Regions from separate parts of the Mus musculus genome. Here all the other regions are linked to region 3. The links are chromatin contacts, called in public Hi-C, HiChIP or PLAC-seq and capture Hi-C maps. All regions are on one chromosome and are shown on one strand. The core of a region is the stretch at or near the end of the contact, and the rest is flanking DNA. Distances in the headings are between cores, read along the strand shown.

Evidence for each region. Hi-C and Micro-C count contacts between places; a contact is called where the count stands out from the background. HiChIP or PLAC-seq counts read pairs in DNA pulled down with a chosen protein or histone mark. Capture Hi-C pulls out chosen DNA fragments and counts their contacts.
Region 1: an H3K4me3 HiChIP or PLAC-seq map of pro-B cells shows a contact between it and region 3, with 4 times the contacts expected there. The contact joins the promoter of Cby3 here to the promoter of Cnot6 in region 3. A contact is called at or near these places in 1 of 39 promoter capture datasets (hematopoietic stem and progenitor cells), 2 of 484 Hi-C or Micro-C datasets (embryonic stem cells and group 2 innate lymphoid cells) and 2 of 115 datasets of contacts at active chromatin or transcription factors (large pre-B cells and pro-B cells).
Region 2: an H3K27ac HiChIP or PLAC-seq map of microglia shows a contact between it and region 3, with 6 times the contacts expected there. The contact joins the promoter of Rack1 here to the promoter of Cnot6 in region 3. A contact is called at or near these places in 13 of 39 promoter capture datasets (the 3T3-L1 cell line, the C10 cell line, the HPC-7 cell line and 10 more), 2 of 484 Hi-C or Micro-C datasets (the HPC-7 cell line and uterus), 5 of 115 datasets of contacts at active chromatin or transcription factors (astrocytes, bone marrow-derived macrophages, extraembryonic endoderm stem cells and 2 more) and 1 of 9 other capture datasets (adipose tissue).
Region 4: a FOXA1 HiChIP or PLAC-seq map of pancreatic cancer cells shows a contact between it and region 3. The contact joins the promoter of Irgm1 here to the promoter of Cnot6 in region 3. A contact is called at or near these places in 2 of 39 promoter capture datasets (erythroid cells and hippocampal neurons), 3 of 484 Hi-C or Micro-C datasets (CD4 T cells, muscle stem cells and rod photoreceptor) and 2 of 115 datasets of contacts at active chromatin or transcription factors (memory CD8 T cells and pancreatic cancer cells).
Region 5: a Hi-C map of CD4 T cells shows a contact between it and region 3, with 3 times the contacts expected there. The contact joins the promoter of Ifi47 here to the promoter of Cnot6 in region 3. A contact is called at or near these places in 1 of 484 Hi-C or Micro-C datasets (CD4 T cells) and 2 of 115 datasets of contacts at active chromatin or transcription factors (memory CD8 T cells and pancreatic cancer cells).
Region 6: a capture Hi-C map of macrophages shows a contact between it and region 3, with 2.6 times the contacts expected there. The contact joins the promoter of Rufy1 here to the promoter of Cnot6 in region 3. A contact is called at or near these places in 5 of 39 promoter capture datasets (erythroid cells, hematopoietic stem and progenitor cells, liver and 2 more), 4 of 484 Hi-C or Micro-C datasets (CD4 T cells, the MNK3 cell line, muscle stem cells and 1 more), 2 of 115 datasets of contacts at active chromatin or transcription factors (large pre-B cells and pancreatic cancer cells) and 3 of 9 other capture datasets (adipose tissue, liver and macrophages).

The regions. Positions count from the first base shown.
Region 1 is chr11:50,355,656-50,359,075 of GRCm38.p6, reverse strand. Cby3 (chibby family member 3) reads right to left here and starts at 1,315. Exons shown (of 2, transcript NM_029691.1): 1 at 1,273-1,315; 2 at 1-36. Mir804 (microRNA 804) reads left to right here and starts at 1,197; the gene lies at 1,197-1,291.
Region 2 is chr11:48,798,897-48,802,501 of GRCm38.p6, reverse strand. It overlaps Rack1 (receptor for activated C kinase 1), which reads right to left and starts at 2,142. Exons shown (of 8, transcript NM_008143.3): 1 at 1,930-2,142; 2 at 668-839; 3 at 82-229. The coding sequence starts at 2,038. It overlaps Gm36109 (predicted gene, 36109), which reads left to right and starts at 3,099. Exons shown (of 2, transcript NR_166852.1): 1 at 3,099-3,121. LOC115485831 (a small nucleolar RNA gene) reads right to left here and starts at 1,637; the gene lies at 1,570-1,637. It overlaps Snord96a (small nucleolar RNA, C/D box 96A), which reads right to left and starts at 469; the gene lies at 393-469.
Region 3 is chr11:49,710,721-49,714,126 of GRCm38.p6, reverse strand. It overlaps Cnot6 (CCR4-NOT transcription complex, subunit 6), which reads left to right and starts at 1,405. Exons shown (of 12, transcript NM_212484.2): 1 at 1,405-1,773. It overlaps Gm36411 (a long non-coding RNA gene), which reads right to left and starts at 655. Exons shown (of 4, transcript XR_879826.3): 1 at 1-655.
Region 4 is chr11:48,870,103-48,873,698 of GRCm38.p6, reverse strand. Irgm1 (immunity-related GTPase family M member 1) reads left to right here and starts at 2,279. Exons shown (of 3, transcript NM_008326.2): 1 at 2,279-2,605.
Region 5 is chr11:49,085,538-49,088,839 of GRCm38.p6, reverse strand. It overlaps Ifi47 (interferon gamma inducible protein 47), which reads right to left and starts at 1,823. Exons shown (of 2, transcript NM_008330.2): 1 at 1,696-1,823. It also overlaps the pseudogene Gm12188.
Region 6 is chr11:50,429,401-50,432,882 of GRCm38.p6, reverse strand. Rufy1 (RUN and FYVE domain containing 1) reads left to right here and starts at 1,758. Exons shown (of 18, transcript NM_172557.3): 1 at 1,758-2,099. The coding sequence starts at 1,778.

The DNA of each region.
Region 1 (3,420 bases), core at 66-2,565, 650 kb before region 3:
ATGTTCTGGAATGGTGAAGGCGAGCCAGTGGCACTGCTGGAAAGCAAATGGCCTGTGAGCGGCCTGCTCAGGCTAGACTCTGCAGTTGTAGGCTAGTAGGGGAGCCCATTCCTGCATAGTCACACCAGCCGTGTTCACCAAAATTACCTCCCCGGGACCCTTTATCTAGGATGTAGGTGTGTAAGAGATAATGTAGGGCTGGGCAGTGATGGCACATGCCTTTAATCCCAGCACTTGGGAGGCAGAAGCAGGTGGATTTCTGAGTTCGAGGCCAGCCTGGTCTACAAAGTGAGTTCCAGGACAGCTAGGGCTACACAGAGAAACCCTATCTCGAAAAACAAACAAAAAAAGAGATAATGTAAAGGCCCAGAAACCACGTTCTCTGAAATGCTGGAAGAGACCACAGGTAGGGGGCCACAAGTAGAGATCAGTAGCCAAGCAAGTAGGACAGGCCTTTTCTTGCTGACAGCTGTGAGGCAAAGGGCTGTCATGTTCCAGATGCATGAAAGAGCCGACAAATAGGATTGGTTCCGAGAATAGCAGAAACGTAGGCTAGAAAGGTGAGCCAGAGGGCATTTTTCGGTACAGTACAGGGAAATTGAACATTGTGGTTGTCATTCTTTAAGGGAGGCTGCTGATGGCTGCAAAGTCAGGGTTAGTGTGAACTCGGCAGAGCATCTGTCTGGTGAGATGTCTAGCACATTCTAGCACTGGCACCTGCTCCATGCCAGGTCTGGCCTGCACAGAGGATACCACAAGCACAGCCTTTGTCTATCCTCAAGATGTTCCTGGTCCAGCTGGAAAGGCGTGTATTAACATCCAGTGTAATCAATGACATCATAGGACAGACAGGTAGGTGCCTTAGCCTAGACCCATACTTAGCTTTCAAGTAACTAGAATGCTGCACACTAGAGTTAACTTTTGTTCCTAGCCAACTACTGATAGGAATCTAAAGCCCAGATAACTACCAGAACCCATCTTACTTGCTTCCTAACTCTTCTCACAACACCTATAAAGTGCTGATTCTACAGTGTGGTTTTTCAAATACCTCTCCTGCCATCGAGGGCAGGAGTGAAAACTGCTGTCGGGTTTCCTTTGCCACACCTTCATTAAACCCAACAGAATTGTGCAGGTGGGCAGAGACAGGTGTTCTCCCCCACCCCCTGATTTAACTCATGGAGCGAGTCTCTGGAAGTCCCTACACATCCATCTTTGAGGTTACAACTTCCCCAGTAGACTGTTTCCTGACATTCCTTGTGAGTTGTTCCTCACCTGGAAGATGTGGTGGCGGTGCCCAAGCTGCTGTCCCAGGCCTGGCCCCATTTCTGGGTTATGGCACCCACCTGTCTGCCAGCTGTGACTCACAATGCCTCCCTGCCAGGCCTCCTAGGGTAGAGGTGGTGTAGACAGTGAAGTGTGTTCAGTTACGGGAAGTTTCCGGAGCATTGACTGTGCTCCAGGCACTGTTCTGGGGGAGGGAAGACGTTCAATCATAAAATCGCACCCCTCATTTTGTTTAAATCTTTGTTTTGATTTAGGTCCTTTTGAGACAGGATAGCCCAGGTTACCCTGTAGCCCAGGCTAGTAAGAATCCTCCTGAGCCAGTCAGTGGCAGCAGGTGGGTTTCAAGAGTTCGAGGCCAGCCTGGTTCAAGGCTGCCAGGGCTACACAGAGAAACCCTATCTGGAAAAACAAAACAAAACAACAACAAAGGGATCTGCCTGCTTCCTGCCTTAGCCTTCCAGCCGGATTATAATCATATGTTTCTGGCTTCTATGTGGAAGGTGGGAGTATGGGTAGTGTGACCTCTGGCCAAAAGCTAACCTCCAGTATCTTCTTGATCACTCTTCACCTTACTTGTTTGTTTACTTATTATAAACATAAAGGCAGGGTATCTTTATGGAGTCCTGGCTATCCTGGAACTAGCTCTGTAGACCAGGCTGGCCTCAGACTCACAGAGATCCACTTGCTCTGCCTTAGAGTGCTGAGATCAAAAGTGCACCAACCTGCCTGGTCTTCCACCCTATTTTTTGAGTCAGAGTCTCACTGAACCTGGAGTTAGCAGAGTCAAAAGGCCAGCTGGCCAAAAAGCTGTAGGGATCTTCTACCCCCACCTTTGCCAGGGAAGTGTCTTCTTGGAGTTGTAGTGACATCAAAGGTGAGAGAGAGCTCCCAGAGATGCACTCTGTGAACAAGGTGGGAGTTGGGTACCACTCGACTTCTGGCCAGCTATGAAAGTCATGTGTTGTATTAATGAAGATAGGGCAGAGGGATCTTACTCATTCTGTCTCTCCCTTAAGTTCCAGACAGACATTGCTGTACCCTGCAGATTGTGTGTGTCAGTGTCCCGTGTCAGCACTGGGGTTAGAGATGCAGGCTGCCACACTCACTCAATCCCATGAGAACTGGGGTTCTGCACTCAGGGTCTCAGGCTTGTGCAGCAGGCCCCTCCCTCACTGAGCCATCTCAGGCCCCTTACTTGGGTTTTTGGAGACCTGATCTCACTTTGTTAGCCTAAGCTGGCTCAAATCTCCTAGGCCTAAGTGATCCTCCTCCCATCTTAGTCTCCTGAGCAGCTCCAGCCTATAGGCTGTGGCACACAGTACCTTAAGCCAACATTCTTGGCAATGGGGTGGATGGGAGGTGAGCATAAGGAATCTGGTATTGCTCTAGAACACATGTAGATTGCCCTCCAGGAATTTTAGTGCAACCTTAGTCCAGAGTGTAGCAATGGAAACTTTTGGGGGCAGATTGAGCCCAGGGCTTCCTGCATGATATTTGTATACTCTTCCAGTAACTTTTTAATTTTTTTCAAATCCTACTTTTAATGATTTTTTTAAAGATTAATTACTATACATAAGTACACTGTAACTGACTTCAGACACACCAGAAGAGAGTGTCAGATCCCATTACAGATGGTTGTGAGCCACCATGCGGTTGCTGGGAATTGAACTCAGGACCTTTGGAAGAGCAATCAGTGCTCTTACCCTCTGAGCCATCTCGCCGGCCCTTAATGGTGGTTCTTAAATGCTTTAACCTCCCTTGTAGCCCACCACCCACCAGAAGTAGTGGGAAAGAAAGGATTCGGGAGAAGTGGACTTGTTTAGAAAGGTTCTTTGGAGCCACTCCCATCTGGGTTGTCAGGAAATCAGCAGTTCAGTTCACTGGTCAGCAGCGGCAGCTCGATCCACTCACAAACACTTCACAATACACCAGCAGTCTAGTTTGGTGGAATGAGGATAGCAAACACGAATCGGGCATGACCTAGCAGAGACAGCCAGGCCTCAGCCTCTGCTTGAGTCAGCAGGAGGGACAAAGAGGAAAACCAGTTCTTGGCTATGCCTCTCTCAGGGAAGTGAAGATGAGGGCAGACTCAAGACCCACAAGCATTGCACAACTAGCTCTGTAAGCAACCTAGCT
Region 2 (3,605 bases), core at 893-3,392, 910 kb after region 3:
CCCACCTCAGAAACAACCCAAGTCCCCAGGGGGCGGGAGGTAGCCCTGAACATGCTGTCCCTACCACCCTTATCCCTTTACCTGGACCGTGTACTTGCAGACACCCAGAGTATTCCATAACTTTATGGTCTTGTCTCGGGACCCAGAGACAATCTGCCGGTTGTCAGAGGAGAAGGCCACGCTCAACACATCCTTGGTGTGGCCGACAAATCGCCTTGTGGTGGTGCCCCTAAGAAGGAGAACCTGGTCACTTTCTAGACAGGTTTTGTCCATCCAGCTAGAGCCTTTTCCTAGCTTCATCCTTGCCCCGTAGGCTCTATTACCCCACACAGTCCACACGTGGCTTAGAACCTACTACTAGCCTATGTCATGTCTGACATGTATCAGAGAACCCATTCAGAATTGCAGGACATGTCCTCATTCCCTTGTGGGGGATTGGTTGACAATGTCGTCTTGTCATCACTAGGATCCTCTATTACATCTGCCAAATGCCCATCTAAGACAACGTACAAGATGAGACACTTCATAGGTACCCAGTTTAAAACAACACCCCCAAATGTTGCTTTACCCTCTACAAAAGGACCAATTACCAAGGGGAGACTGCACCCCGGCGAATCTACCTCAGTTCTGCCCACTTTCCCCCCAAGATTCCAAAGCAGCTACTTGCGTTGTGAGATCCCAGAGGCGCAGCGTTCCGTCCCAGGAGCCCGAGAGGGCAAACTGACCATCAGAGGAGATAACAACATCACTAACGAAGTGGGAGTGACCTCTCAGAGCACGCTGTGGTATGCCATAGTTGGTCTCATCTCTGGTCAGCTTCCACATGATGATGGTCTTGTCTAAAAGGGTTGGTAAAGGTTGGTATAAGCCTACTTACTGTGCACCATTTACAGTCTTAAAGTCACTGGGGCCAGTAAACGGGACAGAGAAACTTCAAGTTATAAATAAAAGAGGCTTACTACTCTACAATATCAAGAGCTGTAGATCTCAGCTGTAATGTGAGACTATGGGCACCACACTTCCTGGGATTGAGACTTAAGTTCCACATTCAAAATGTATTTTATTTAAAGTGGCTCCCTACATACATATGTGTGCTACCTGTGTCTATGGTGTTCAGAAGTGCGTGTCAGGTCTCCTGGAACTAGTTTCAGATGACTGCAAGCTACCATGCAGGGTCTGGGAAACTAACCCTAACCTTAGTCATCGTCCGGGCCCGAGACTAATTAACAGCAGAAGCACCACTTGGGTGTATGTAGGCTGAGCAGAGACAGCCTTTCCCGCCTGAGAGTTACTGAAATAAATGCAGCCGTTATTGTAGCATCAGACACAATCCTAGCCACGAACCAACTTACACAGAAACGGACAATAATAAGCCTAGTATTAGGTAGGAGAGAAAATGAGCATAATTTTGGGGTGGGTAGGGAGGAAATACACATGAAGATACATCATTAAAGAAAAAAAATCATTAGTTACAAGAAAACCTAGGGCGGGACAATCAAGTCCGGAAATGTGGGGAACAAGGCATCTACAAAGTTTACCCACTGTCTATAGTTTAGGGCCAGGCGACAACAGCTCAGAAACAGCCTCTGGATTTCAGCAAAGCCACTCAGATGGCATGTTGGGGTCATCATTGCTCCGCCCGTCTTGTAGCCCCGTAAAACTACTTAAACACATCTCCAGGAAGCAAGCGAGAGATTTAAAATCGCCAACTTTGGGAGGTGGGGTGTGAGTACAGTTGCGCGACGTGTCTCGGTTTCCGTTCATGTGTAAAGGGTCGTCCCGGTTGGGGCCCAAGTTGGGGTATGCACGCCCCAACTAACAACTGGGTTGGGGAATGAACCGAGCCAACACGCGCGCCACTTGCTTAACCACGAGACTCTCATGCAGTCCCCAGGACACCGGGTGATTTACCCGGCATGCAGCCCGTACCTCGAGACGCAGACAGGATCATGTCCGGGAACTGCGGTGTGGTGGCGATCTGTGTTACCCATCCATTGTGGCCCTTAAGGGTCCCGCGAAGGGTCATCTGCTCGGTCATGGCTGCAGTTGATGCGAGGGTCGCCGCAGCGACAAGGATGGCACCGGATAGCTCAGAGAGCCAAGCACCACAGCGGCTGCCACCACGACCCTGTGGAGAAAAAGAAAGAGCGGCCTCCGCCGGAACCGGAAATACTCGGAGAGCAAGGCGGGGATTCCCATGATTCACTGCTGCTCAAAGATAGCTGCACTGAGAAGTGGGAGGAACTGGGAGAGTAGGTCTCAAGTATCGTCGTTTCTTCTGCCACGCAACCTAGTTTGGCAGCGCTGTACAAATGCATTCTGAAGCCAGATGCGCCAGGGTTTTAGAAAGGCTTCTCGGGAGATTAAAGCATGCCGTGGAAGCAGAAGTGGGGCTGAGGGCACACAAGCAAACTACAGTGGCCTCTCCGCCCTTACGTGGCAGAGACGCGGCTCCGCCCTTTCCGCTTCTGTTCAGTTCCTTGGTTGGAGACCCCGGCTCCAACTTTGACTTACGGAAGTACAATTAAAGTCGCAATTAGAGGCGTGTGCCAGCAAATCTGGCCTGTTTGTTTGTTTTATGGCAAAATTTCATGTAGCGAAGGCTAGTCTTAAACTGGTTGTGTTGCCAAGGATGGTTTTGAACTACCGACCTGCTTCTGTCTCCCAAGTACTGGAATTATAAACCGAGCCGCCGCCCGGCGAGGCTATAAAGGAGGAAGTGCTGGGTTCAGATTTCTGGGGATTCTGTTGGAAGCCCTTTCTGTGCCTCTGATCATTCCCCAGAAAAGCCTGCTGGTCTGTCTTGTGCTGCCCTGAAAGAAGTGTTCCCGGACGGGGAAGCAGAGGAACACGGATAGCCTGGCAACCCGATGACCTCAACACGTGTTCAAATTTTGTAGTGTTTCCAAATGTCACAGATCTGGCCTTAAAAAGTTTTAACTGTATGTTTTAAAGTATTTGTGTGTGAGTGCGCTTGTGATTGCCACAGAGCACTGGCTGAAGTCAGGAATTTTCTCTCCTGCCATGTGTGTTTGGCTACAGCCGATTTGTTCAGCTTCACTTTTTTTTTTTTTTTTTTTTTTTTTTTTTTTTTTTTAAGGAGCACACACAGGTCAGGAAGGTAAGCAACCACTAATGTCTATGTGAACTAAAGGATACATTTAATTATTTATTTTAGTGCTATGGGTTGAACTCCCACATGCTAGGAAGAGTGCCTTACAGAGTTAAATCCACCCAACTCCCAGCCTTGTTTAGTTTTTGTTCGTTTTTTTGTTTGTTTTTTGTTTTTCGAGACAGGGTTTCTCTGTGTAGTCCTGGCTGTCCTGAAACTCACTCTGTAGACCAGGCTGGCCTCGATGATGGAATTCATCACCACATTCAACCTTGTTTCGTTTTGATTCAGGATGTGCATAGCTCAAATTGGCCTTAAATTTATGATCTCCCTTCCTCAGCCTGCCAAGTAACTAAGATTATAGCCCTAAAACACCAAGCCCTAGGTATAAGTATTTGTTTTTCTTTCTTTTTTTTTCTTTTTTTTGGTTTTGTTTTGTTTTGGAGACAGTGTTTCTCTTTGTATCCCTGGCTCTCTGTAGACCATGCTGGCT
Region 3 (3,406 bases), core at 156-2,655:
TACAGTCACTGTCAAAAAGTGCAGCTGCCCTTGGGAAGATGAATTACACAAAGAAACCCTCTTCTCTAGGCTGGAGCACAGGTTCCCAGGGCACAGCACTGGAAAGGGAACAGGCCAGCAGGATGTCTACACCCCTGGCCCCTCCGCCTAGTTGTACCCTTTGTGTGAAATAGGCACTGAACAGCCTGAGTAGGTCAGGGCTTAAGAGTATCTTCAGGTAGCTCGTCTGCGCCTGTCATTTCCTCGTGTATGATGGGTGTCTCCATTGCCTTAACTTTTCCAGCGTCTCATGGCACTAGAAGCTTAGACTGACACTGCTATCCTGGCAAATAGCAGGCAATGATGATCTCAAGGCAATGCTGGGGCCAGGCAAACACAAACTGCCTTGAACAGAACATCTGGTTCTTGGAAAGGCTTTTGTCCCTCGCTGCTTTGCTCGCCTAGTTCTCTTCTGCCTTAGGCAACAGCCATGCAAGTCCCACATCCTGGAACGAAAGATGGGCTTCCTTGAGAGGCATTTTTTTTTTTCTTGTTAGTTCCTGGAAGCCATTTCACGCTCAGTTCTGGGCTGATCTGCCACGGAGGTCGGGGTAGCTATTTTCCTTCACACAATTCCTGTCAGTCTATATCGCCAGTGTATTTGAAGCCTGTTGGGCGTTACTCTTGCCCGTACACCATGACGCTGACTCGACAAGGTGGAGCTTGATTAATCCCTGTGTCCTGAATACCAGCCAAGTACTTTTTCCTGATGTAAGTATCATTAATCAGCCCATTCCTTTTCCGGTTTACCTGAAACCACATGTCCTGAGTAGACTATGTTAGCCCTCGAATGCAGCTATAGTTCGTTACTTAAATTAGGACCCCATAATTTAAAAAACAAACAAACCCTGCCTATTAATTATTTTTTTCCTGCATAGTTAGGGCAGGAACAATTAGTTGACTATTGAAGAGTGTAAGTTTTCTTTCTCGGAAGATCAAGACACTGGATAGGGTTAAACGTCTGAGAATTTAATCTGTGCTCCCAAGTGATTGACAGGCCAAGGAAAAAGCAAAATGAATCAAGAGGAGGAAAAAAAAATCAAGGGTAAAGTGGAGATAAAAGTGGACGAGAAAGAAAAAGAGCAACTAAACCGCGGAGAAACAGCTTTAGGAGAGGAGGAGACAGAAGGCGCGGAGAAGGAAAGGCGCAGAGAGAGCGGGAAGAGAGGCTGGGAGGGCGGGCAGGAGCGCGCCGGGCCGGCTCACTGCTCCGAGACCGGGGGGAACGCGGACGGGGCTAAAGCGTCGGGCTGCCAAGAGTCCACCCCCGCACGACGCGGGATAGTCGCGCCCAGCAGCGTCAGCCAATGAGAAGCCGGGATGTTGGAGAGGCGGCGGTGAGCGGGGCGTTCGCTGGCTGGGGTGGGAGGGGGACGGCGGCCGCCGCCATGATGCTTGTTTGCTTTCAATGAAAACGAGGGGGGCGCGGAAGAGGAGGCGTCGGCGTCGGTGGCGGCGGCGTCGACGGCGCGGAGGCGAAGGCGGCGGCCGGCGCGGCGAGGAGGGCGAGGCCGGGGTCCGAGAGGGCGGCAGAGCGTAGCGGCGGCTCGTGGGGTCCGGGGCGGCCGAGGCGGGCGGCTGAGGAGCGGCGGCCGAGGAGGGGGAACAAAGAGCGGCGGCGGAGGCGCTGCAGCAGCGGGCGGGACTGGTATGGTGGTTCCACAGGGCAGACCCCGCTGCACTCATCGGGAGGAGGCGGCGGCAGCGGCGGAGGAAGGCGGCGCAGCTCGAGAGGTGAGCGCGACGGGCCCGAGCGACGTCCCGCCGAGGCTCTGCTGCCTGCGCTCCCCCATCCCCCCCCAGGGGTCGCGCCCCGGCGGGGACCCCGAGCGCGCACTCGCGCACAACTTAGGAGTTCTCGGAGTGACGTCTGTCCGTCCCCCTCCTTCACACACAGCGATCGCCATCCCGTCGGTCCCCTGGCCGCGCCCCCCGCGCGGAGTCCCGGGGCTCGGCCTGGGTTGGGGGTGGGGGGTGGGAGTGTTGATTGACGGCAGTGCGGTGGCGTACAGAGGGCGGTGGCGTGAACCCTGGCTTCTCGGACCCCCGCCTCCGGCCGGTCACGCACCTCAAGAGAGGAGCTGGGGTGCCGGGACTAGGGACAAACCGGTGGCAACTTTGGAGAAGTGGCTGTGCTGGGGGGGGGGGGGTGTGCACTGTGCGGCGTGGAACTTGGCACTCCGTGGATTGACTTAATGCTCACCCTTTTTCTCCTAAAGTATTTTAAAGTCCGTTTAACGCAGATATTGGTAGGGGCGGGGCGGATTACGTGGCCAAAGAAGTGATTATCAGCTGAAGAGATTATTGGACTCAGGACTCAAGTACTAATTTCTGGAAGAAAATTTCCCTAGTTTAACCTAGTTTCAAAGACAGTGGTTATTTACTTTGGTGACCCCCCCTTCCCCCCCCCCCCCCCCCCCGCCTTGACTCTTTCTACCCTGACAACGGTCTTCAGAGACTGCTCATAAGCAACTGTAATTCTTTACTTTTAACTGTTTCTGCAAGTGACAACATTGTGCACAGGCCATCTTGTTACTGTGTTTAAATAATCTGCTAGAATTTGAGTACAGGTAAACCTGTTTTACAGGTAGATTGCCTGATTGACTACTAGGTCTAAATTCTTCTCTGCCTCTGCTTGGAATTTTAACTTTGGAGAATAAATGAAAAAACAATTCGGTGTGTAATAGCACTGTCTTTCCCACACTAGAAATTTTCACCATCCCGCAACCGTTCTGTAGGCTGGTCAAAAGATTGTGAAGGCGTATTTTGCTTTTTGTAATTGCTGCCAGTCTTTTGAAGTTGGCGCTTTGAAGAATACATTTTAGAATTAAAATTACGTGGAGCCAGTGGTCTAGTCAAATTCTCTGACCTGGCTCTGAGGAACCAAGCCTAGAATGAAGAGACTGGATCAGGATGTTAGAGTTAGGAGGGTAGTCATAAAGCAGACGTTAAGGGTGATATAGTTGTTAAGTATTTGGGGTTTGGAGAAGGAAGCGGGTATTTTTATCAGGTAGATATTAAAGTAGGTCAGGTAGCCATTTCACAGGTGCACAGGTGCTTGCTAACGTGGACAAAAATGTATGTGGCAGACATTTTCTAGTGTGACTGGAATATTCTTGAAAGAGAATCCTTGTATAAGTTGAGATGTATTATGGTTGCTGGGAAATTTCAGGCTTTTTTTTTTTTTTTGAACAGACATAGACGCTGATATACAGAACTTGGTCCTGACTACAAATAAAGGCATTATAGGAATTTGCCTACTATGCATGTAGTTTTAACTAGTATTTTGGTTAATGTTTAAACATTTGACTGAACCCATGTTAACTTTACAAAAAAAAAAAAAAAAAAAAAAAAAAGACATCTTAAA
Region 4 (3,596 bases), core at 1,030-3,529, 840 kb after region 3:
CTGTGCTGCAGCCGACAAGCCTTTCCTGTGTGAGTTGGAGTCACAGATAGGAACAAGGCCCATGAGAAGCCAAGTGCTGCGCTTGAAGCTAAGACACCTACACTACCCCTGACAGAAATACTGGGGCTCTTTTTTTCAGTCACAAAGAAAGTAGCAGATGATTTCATTATCCTAGCACAGTAGTGAGTACAAGACTCTGTAGGCTCGGTGACCTCAAGTGTGTGTGTGTGTGTGTGTGTGTGTGTGTGTGTGTGTAGATTTATGAGTGTCTGTATGTACATGTATATGCCTTATTATGCAGGATAGGTGTGAGATCGTGATTGACAGGTCACCAGCTATGTCCAAGACCTTGGTTCCCAAGAGTGAATCTCCATGAATCTTTCTGTAAGGAGTAACTAACATGGTGTGGCGATTAATGAACTGTACCAGGGTCTCCCTGCTGAACAACAGGGTGAAAAGGCAAGTCCCCACACTTCGGTGTCAGAGAAAAGTAAACAGAGAAATGCCTATACTGTGCTTTTGTAACTGTTGACTCTTCCTTTCCTTTCTACAGTGAATGAATGATTAACCAGAGTAAGAACCTGGTACTAAGACAGGATCTTGATTAACTCAGCCTTTGCTCGTCTTGATAGTTCATGCTTTTAGCTCCAGCACTCAGGAAGCAGATGCAGGTAAACTCCGTAAGTTCAAGGCCAGCCTGGTCTACACAGAGAGTAGGTTAGGGAAGCCAAAGATTCTCGGCCAGTGACATTTTTAAGGACAGACCGCCTGTGTTCTGATTATTGACTGTGTACACACAGCATCCTGCCCTGAGGAATCTTTACCTGACACCCAGTTATAACAAACCCTGCTGTGCCCAGCCTCAGTTCCTCCGCAGGAGCAAGAGCCTGAGAGAACTAACTCTGAGCTCAAGGGAGACCCTGGCCCTGGGGAAACACAAAGTGCTGAGTTGAAATGCTGGCTCACTGAGACAGAAGGTTCCAGAAACTCTCTTCCTGGCCTTCCTGTACTGTGCTCAGACCTGTTCCTGTTTGTTCTTATAGAAATCACATAAAGAAAGCAGGACATACAGATTGTCCAGTCTCTCAAAGACAGACATTGAAACTAGCCTGCTTTCTCCTCAGGCTTTGAGGAGAAGCTGAGGGCTTAGAGGAATCAAACAAGGACAGATCCTGGCTATCACTCAAGGCCTCCAGTTCATTAAACAACAGCTCACACTTGTTCCTCTTCTCAGCAACTCAGTCTTTTCCGGTAAGGAGAAAGAGAAAGCCACCAGCGCCGGTAGAGGATCACATTACTGGTCACTTGGAGGGGTGACAAAGGGCTCCTTGTGACCAGAGGATCACATTGCCCAAACCTCTGGGCAATACTGAGCCTGTAATGGGCAGAAGTAGAGTTTGGAACACTGGTTAGTGCCTGTGTGAGGAGCCGCCTCATTCCTCCTGGCCCAATCTGTCTCCCTCTCGCAGTGACTATGGAACAGGCTCAGCTCTGCCCCTCTTTGCTGTGCAGTAAGAACTCACCGGTAGGTACAGAAGAGCAGCAGAGAGAATAACAGCCGCCCGACACTCTGAAAGCTACTTGGCTCCTCTTCGCTGCCCCCTCTGTCACTGTGACCGTGGCCGGTTGCTTTAAAAAAAAAAAATTCTGTTTTTCTTCATGAAAACGTTACACAGGGGTCAGTGCTTCTATGCCATGGTCAAAGCGTCCAGCCCCTGCGTTTACTCTCTAATAATCTACCTCCTAGATCTGAGGAAAATGAAGTATGTCCCCTCTCAGCTCATACCCTCTTCCCTCTCAAACACTAACGAGGACAAGAACCCGATTCTCGACTCCCTGGTGCTCTGACATTCTCCTTTATATAGAGAGGTGTGATTAATCAAGTGAGCCGGCAAACGGGGTAAACGATCATACAGAACAAGGTCTCAGTGCAGCCTCCAAGCTCGGGGTGGCCTGAGGTTGCTGGGTCTGGAGGTTAGCATTGCCCAGGGCCAGCATCTCCACAGGTGGTATCCACGGAAAGAAGTAGCAGGTTCAGACACTGGAAGGTCTGACGCGGGGCTGGCTGTTAAAGTCCCTAAACAGACACAACTCCAACCCCAACGCCCCCACCCTCCACTTCCACCACCACCTCCAATCCCTCATCCCGACCCCTGTTGACGGTGAGTCAGCACAGCAGGGTTCTGCTCCTCTTTGAAGACTACTATGCAGCCCGCCCAGCCTAATCCTGAAAACTAGCCTGTTTCAAGAAATAGAAACCGAAACTGATTCTCAATTCGAGTCCGTCCCCCCCCCGCTCCCCCGCTGGGCCCAGGCAGGCATATCTCCGGTCTAGAAAGTGCAGGACAAAAAGCAAGGTCTGCTCGAAGACCAGAAGCTGAAAGAAAATCCACGCGATCAGACCTCCTCTTGGTTCGTCTCCTCTCAGAAGGACTCCAGACCTCTGCATCTCATCTCTCAACATCCGGGTCTATATTCCAGTTTTGGATCTCTACATAGGGAACTTCTGCCGGAGGACAGCAACGTTTTTGTCCTAGGAAGAAAGGGGTGACGTTCCAGGAAGGCCACTAACATCGAATCACACATAATAACTCCTCTGGATCAGGTAAGTAAAAGTCTCTTAAATGTAGCTTGGCCACCCCCAATCTAATATGAATCCCCCAATATAATATGAACGGTAAAACCGTGAAAACAGGTCATGTGACCTTGGGGTCTGGTTTCTTTTGCTCAGGCAGTGTCCACAGCAGAGCCTCACTTTGACTGTCTAGTACCACACAGCCCTGCTGTATCTTTGCTGTTCAGATATATCTAAACCACCAGCCTGGAGGCAAATGCGTACCTCACCTTATTTCTGGCCTTGTGGTTCTTCTAATGCTGGCTAAATTTGAAGGAGGGCAGAGCGTGCCAACCCATATTCTCTTGGAATTTAAGATAGCGTCTCTTCATAGCTCCACAAAATAAACGCCCAGGATTAGAATGGACCACAGGCAATATCTAGGATACATGAAAAAAATAGGGGGGGGGGGAGGTTTGTTTCTTATCTGGACTACCCATGGAATAGGAATCTCAGAGTAGGTTTTGAGTATAAGGTATCATAGTGACCTTTTTGTCTGACTCCATTAAAATGTTTTATTTGCATTGGAGAAAGTGTCTCTGTTTAAGGAACCACCTCCTTCACTAGTCTGTAAGTTTATAGTTAATGAGATGGGAGCTTTTCAAATACCATCTTCCCAGAGCATGTGGGTTCAGTACTGTCCCCATTCACCGTGAGCAAGTTTATCACACTTTCCAAAGATAAATAAATATCAGAGGGAATTGTGTGGTCCCTGCTACCTTTCATGCAGCTATGGGCAAGTGTGTGCGAGCATGCTCTCCGTTCTGTGTCGGTTGCGAGACTCGAAAGACATTTCCTCACGGGTCTCATCCTCTTTCCCAGATTGACAGCCACAAGGATCTATATTCTTCTTTGGGGATCTTCGCCCCTGTGCAGAGAGGTGAAATAGGAGTATAATCTGGTCATGATCCTCAAAAAAGGAAGTGGAGGGTCACTTGAATCCCAGAAAGAATTCTAAGGGCTCTTTGTAAATACTGGGTTG
Region 5 (3,302 bases), core at 574-3,073, 630 kb after region 3:
TGGTCTGAAGTGTTTAACTTTTGAGCTGGATTCCTTAGTAGACCACATTAAGATGGCTTTGCATGTACCAGTCTTAGAAGTAAACACAAGTTAAAACAACTTGACAGAGGAATTCCCCAAGTGGCTTGTTTTCCAAAGTACCCAGAACAAAACCCTAAGTTTCCCTAGGTCTTGTAACTCAGCAAGGATTGTGAATGGAAATAATAGTGCCCGATCACATTCTGTTTAAAAGGTAAATACAGGGCGAGACGGGCTGGGCGGGATTGCTGGAGGGTCGTGGGCGGTGTGCAGGAGACGTATCAGCGGGCAGCAGCTGCAGCCAGACTCCCAGCTGGGCAACCCCCACTCACCACGTAGCCCTCGATGAGGCGTGCAGCTCCCGCCCAGGCACTACAGCACCACCCCCAGCGGCACACACACAACCCAAATCATCTATGACTGGAAATTCCTGATGGAGTGTCAGAACTCACCTGTTGCCAAAACACCCCCAAAGGACCTGCCAGCCATTTCTGGGTCACTAGCCCTACCAGCGGTGAGCCTCCCATGCAAGCCAGCCAGAGCCACCACCTGCACAGCAGCCCGGAAGATAAGCGGGCAGGCGGTGAAGTTTGAGATGGACATTTAAGGGACCATAGGACGCAGTGATGTTTCTGGGGCCCCTTGGGCCCTTGGGAAAAGAGCCACAGCAGTCAGGCCTTGTACCAGGCAGACACTGGGTGTGGATCGGCCACCCAGTCCTGCTCTTCACTCAGGGCACGTGCTCTGCCTTCCATTTTGTGAACACCAGCACATACCACCTTGTGCCTCTGTTGATAACCGAGCTGCTACTGCAGGGGAATGACTCTCACCCATACCCTCCCTGCATCGAGTGCCAGCAAGTGGACACAGAGGAGTCTGTCAGAATGATCCAGCAATTCTAGCCCTAGCCTCCGGTGCACACCCACCTTTCCTTAGGTTGGGGTAACTGAGAAAACCACCCTTTAACTTCTTTTCCTGAGAGGAAATAAAAGCCACATTTACCCTAGGCCCACAGCTGGACCCTATCTAGAAAAAAAAAAAAGTAAATACAGATGAGACTTTTTAAAAAGGGAGGGGAGGGAGGAAGGAAGGAAGGAAGGAAGGAAGGAAGGAAGGAAGGAAGGAAAGAGAGAGAAAGAAAGGAAGGAAGGAAGGAAGGAAGGAAGGAAGGAAGGAAGGAAGGAGAGAAAGAAAGAAAGAAAGAAAGAAAGAAAGAAAGAAAGAAAGAAAGAAAGAAAGAAAGAGAAAAGAAAAGAGAGAAGGGAAGGGAAGGGAAGGGAAGGGAAGGGAAGGGAAGGGAAGGGAAGGGAAGGGAAGGGAAGGGAAGGGAAGGGAAGGGAAGGGAACGAAAGGAAAGGAAAGGAAGGGAAGGAAAGGAAAGGAAAGAAAAGAAAGCAAAGCTGGCAGGGTTATGCCATACTCTCTGGTGGTGAGATCCGGCCACATTACAGTGAGCATGGTACGTTTCCTATGAGAGTCACCCATAAAGACTCTGCTCAGTCCAAACTTACTCAGAACTCTCACAGAACAACTGGCACCAAAAGGCAGTTCCAGACCCATGACTCCTATCTGTGATAGACCGGTGACATGACCTGCTGCCTATCCAAGCCAGCTCTGCCCTCTTCCCACAAAGCCAAAACCTAGGTCACACCAGGTGCAAAGGCTTTTCGCACTCACCAGATCCAAGAAGTAGAAAATACCGGGTCTGTTTCTCACTGCAGCCCACAGCACAGCCACCACCAACGGCACGGGTCTGCCCTCCTTCAGGAAAGTCTGAAGCAATGAGCCCTAGCAGAGAGAAAAAAATGAAAGATATATTTGCAGGAAACAAAAGTGAAACTAAAGCTCTTTCTTTGTTTCCCCTGCAGCATAAACATTTCCAGGAAAAAGAAAAGGACTTTAACTTGGTCAGAGAATGAAAGAAGCCTGGAAGATTCAAGGCCAGGAAGACATTTCCACTTGGCCTGTGAAGGGTCACTCGGCCAAGACATCAGGGGAATGAGTTCTCTGAAGCCAAAGGATTCCTGGGGACAAGGATGAAAGAGATGAGGGGTTTTCCAAAGACGCCAGTGAATGACTGAAACACACTGCCCATCGGGAAGGACTGTGCCATGCGTCTGCCTCCTTGTCCTTCTCAGGAACACTGTGGCTGACTAACCTCATTTCAGCCCCAAGGCACCCATGAACCTGGGGTCTCACAGGATCCAGAGCCACCAAGACAACTCAGGAAAGAGAGTAATGGAGTCTTCCTAGTTTCCTTTCTCATTTTATCTACCTCAGGATTCCCTCATGAGAGCGTAGTCTGGCACAAAGTGAAGACAGGTTTTCCAAAAACATCATTTGATGCAATGAGATAATCCCTCACAGGTTTTGTTGGTTTTAACGTTTATCACCATGGAGGAAAGACATTTGCTGCCATGTTGGGAAAAGAAGCTGTTGCTGACATGTTCTGTCCTTGGTGAAGTCTGTCTCTGAACATGGATGGTTTGGGTTATATTGACAGTGTTTCTGCATAATTTTTTGTTTTGTTTTGTTTTGGTTTGGTTTTTGTTGTTGTTGTTGTTGTTTTGTATTTTTGAGACAGGGTTTCTCTGTATAGCCCTGGCTGTCCTGGAACTTACTTTGTAGACCAGGCTGGCCTCGAACTCAGAAATCTTCCTGCCTCTGCTTCCCGAGTGCTGGGATTAAAGGCATGTACCACCACGCCCGGAGTTTCTGCGTAATTTTAACACATGTAATCAGATATGAAGAACAGATTACATGCTCCTGTTAATTAAAATGGTGTCTTTTTTTTCCAGCTCTGTGTGATTTGAGTTTATTCTCCATTTGAATGGCTGGGTGAGTGCAGAGAGTGGGAGGTTGATACCGTCCATGGTCTATGGGTCCGATTTTTGATTATCTGAAGGCACACAGTGACTCTGTCTCCTTCTGTACACAGACGTTCACATGCTTAGTGGATTCTTGTATGAGAACCAAGTACATCTCTTTCTTGGTTTCTATATGAGAGCCAAAATTTAGTTCTGAACATTGAAATCTTGAGGTATAGTGCCTGGCTTCCAGATAACTGAAGCCGTGACTCAATTATATGGCAATGTGTCACAGATTCACCATGAAGATACTCTGAGGTATGAAAAGGGGAGAAAGGGCACCATCTCTCTTTATCACTATGAGAGCATTCCTCAGCATCATGGGGCTCCCACGGTACAGTGGGACAAGAGAAGGGTGAATGAGCTGGAAGTCTGAATGTCCAGGAGAAACCAGATCTGCTTAATTCAGAGCTAAGA
Region 6 (3,482 bases), core at 509-3,008, 720 kb before region 3:
TATGCTAAGCTTCTCTATATTGTTCGAGGCTTAGTGTCTGTAATGCCAAAGGGAGCACAAATAATTTCTCATAGCAGCCATCCAACCACTACCAATAATGTGCTACCATCAGGAAACATATTCTAAGTTGTCCATGATTCAAAAAGGACTAAAATCCAAATTTTTAGGTGAAATTATTTGATCTCTAACAATCTACCACAACATTTTATTTTATTCTATTTGTTGAGACAGGATCTTACTACCTAGCCCTGGCTGGACTGAAACTGGTTATGTAAACTAGGCTGGCCTTAAACTCACAAAAATTTACCTGCCTCTGCCTCCAAAGTGCTGGGATTAAAAGTGTGTGCCACCACACCTGGCCTGCAACAACACTGTAATAATTTTAAACACTAAGAGTTCTGTGGTTTGACATGGTCCAAACTGTTAAATTCTTTTTTGCAAATTGTTACATTCTCATGACATTCGCATCTCCATCTTGCCAAATTCCCTTCTATCCCTAGTAAGAAAATAGGCTGAATAACCACATATCTGTAGGGTGACTTATCCAAGCCAGAGTTGGAAAGCAGAGACAATAATCACAAGGTACGTTGTGTGCTGCGTTTCCTTATCACTTAGGAATGAGGTTGGTTCAATTCCTATCAACTTAATTAATAGCAGAATACAGAGCTCATTTCCAGACCACCACTGCTGACCTTGCCTGCTAGGCTGTCATTCAGATTCATTTGATTTGAAAGAAAAAGCCCCACCACCACACACACACCTCTGACTCATCTGTCCTAATTTCTTTGGCAGCCCTTTTACAGCCTGTTCTGAAGAAAGCTGCCGAAAAATATGAAGTCGAAAATATTAGACATGAGTTGGCATGGTAAGGCACACATAAAATCCCCATACTCACTTGACAGAGGCAGGGGGATCACCAGTTCAAGGCCAGTGCTCTATTACTGAGTTCTAGGCCAGCCGGAGCTACAGACTGAAATTCTGACTGGGAACATAGCTCTGCTAGTTCTGCTAGTAGAGTGCCTGCCTAGCATGGTGTGGGGTCAGAAGCACTTGGGAGATGGAGACAGGAGGATCACAAATTCAACGGTCCTGTTGGTTATGTGTGTTGGGGGTTGGGTGAAGCTCAGTGGTAGAGGTCTTGATTAGCATGTATGAGATACGAAGTACAATTCCCAGAACTGCCATGCCGCGCGCGCGCGCACGCGCGCGCGCACACACACACACACACCCCAGAAAAAAGTAGTTAAGCACACCCCTGCCAAGTGGCCTACTGGGGGTGATGGGGACTGCGTTGTTGAGACAGGGTTTCTCTGTGTAACTCTGGCTGTCCTGGAACTCACTCCGTTGACTCTGCTGTCCTCAGCGATATTGCCTGCCTATGCCTCCCTGATGCTGGGATTAAATGCTTGTCCCACCACCACTTGGCTACATGGCCTGTTTTAATGTCTCCCTTGTGTGGGGGAAAGAAACAACAATAACAACAACAAATAAAAATCCAACAGTGAGATTTTGATTCAAAGGGGGAAAAGGCATGTGAAATGAAAGTTTAAAAGAGGAAGTTGTGTCGCAAAACGTTAAAATAAGGCGCATTCCCGGGGTGGGAAGTAGAAAGTCCAAAAGTAACTTCCAAGTGCTCCGGGCTGGGAATCACCTACGGTTAGGAATCGTACTTTCCCGAATGCTATACAAGGAAAGCAAGCCCAGGTGAGAGCGAGCAAGGCCGCAGCGGCTTAAGGTCGTCGGTCCAGGGCAGCGGCGGGTCACGTGACCTAACAACATGGCCGCCCGCGGAGAATGCCGCCGGGCGGGGCAGGATTCGGAGCCGGAGCCGGAGCGGGAGCCGGAGTCCGAGCCGGGGCCGGAGCCTGAGCCCCAAGCAGGCCTAGAGTCCGGGGAAGCGTTCGAGATCGTGGACCGGAGCCAGCTGCCGAGTCCCGGCGAGCTGCGGAGTGCGTCGCGGCCTCGAGTGGCCGACAGCTGGTCGGCGCCCATCCTGACGCTGGCGCGCAGAGCCACCGGGAACCTGTCGGCGAGCTGCGGCAGCGCGCTGCGCGCGGCCGCGGGGCTGGGAGACGGCGGCGGCGGCGGGGAGCGCGCAGGTAGGCCGGGGTCCCGCGGGCCGGGGCTGCTCCCGGGCTGGGGAAACCTGACCGGCCGGACGAGCTGCTCCGCGGAGCTGTGCCGCGCGGCGCGGCACGGGGCTCTGCAATTGGTGTCACCCACCGGGCCAGGGTGACTGCGGCCCGGGACTCCCCTCCCACCTTGTTTGTCTTTGTGAACCTCAGAGCAGCTGCGTCGTGATCACGGATTGACTTTAAATAGGAGGTTTACATTAGAGGCTTAGACGGAAAATCACCAGTGTTCGTATTTTGCATACTTGACAAATGAAGTCCGGTGCTGGTCCCCAGTTAACAATCTCGGCAGCCAGCCGGTTTGCACCTGCGGCTGAGGTTGACAGCGTATTCCAAAGTTGGTGAGAGCAGCGAGTCAGAGTCAGGAGGTTTTAGTTCCCTTTATTCTCCCGCCACTAACCCCCAACCCCACCCCCCGTGGGACGAAGACTTCCCATCACCTGTCCTACTCGCGTTTCCCAGTCTATAAAAACGGGGATTAAAAAAAAAATTAATCAGCTACGTTGAATAATCCAATTCAGCTGTTATGATCTAGATTAGAATTTCAGCATACCAATAAAGAACAAAAGTAAATTATTATTTGTTTTTTATAGCTGGGCTTGGTGATTCGGGTGCATACTTCCTGCACATGTTAATGTACGTGCTCAGAACTGCGCTAATTATAATCCATTGGTGTTTCTGAACATATCTAAAATTAAAATATAAAGGATAGCCAAGGGCGTTGTGGTGCTCGCCTTTAAGACCCGCACTTAGGAGGTAAAGGCTTGTGGAGCTCTGAGAGTTTGAGACCCACCTGGTGTACACAGTGAGCCCCTGCCTCTAAATAAATAAACAGACAAATAAATAAATAACCACGTTTCACTTGGCCTGGTCACTTACTGTGAATGGACCATGCAGACTTCAGGTTGCTGAGGTAAAGTGAGTGTTGACTGTAAATGCCTGGGGCATCACGTGCATACAATAGACTTTAGTACCCAGATTTTATTTTAAAGAACAAAATCACAACAAAAACAACAAAAAAGCTTCTTTCCTTGGTAATGAATTAACCTTGATTTTTCGGTTTTGGTCTTGGTTTTTGTTTGGGGTTTTTTTGTTTTGTTTTTAGTTTTTTGTTTTGAGACAGGGTTTCTCTAAGTATCCCTGGCTGTCCTAGAACTCACTCTGTAGACCTGGCTGGACTCGAACTCAGAAATCCTCCTGCCTCTGCCTTCTTCATGCTAGAATTAAAGATGTGCACCACCACCGCCTGGCAATCTTGGTTATTTTTATAACCTTTTCATTTGTGTGTGTATATGGGTTCACATATGTTTGTACATGTGCTTGTGTACTTGGAGACCAGAAGTTGGCTGT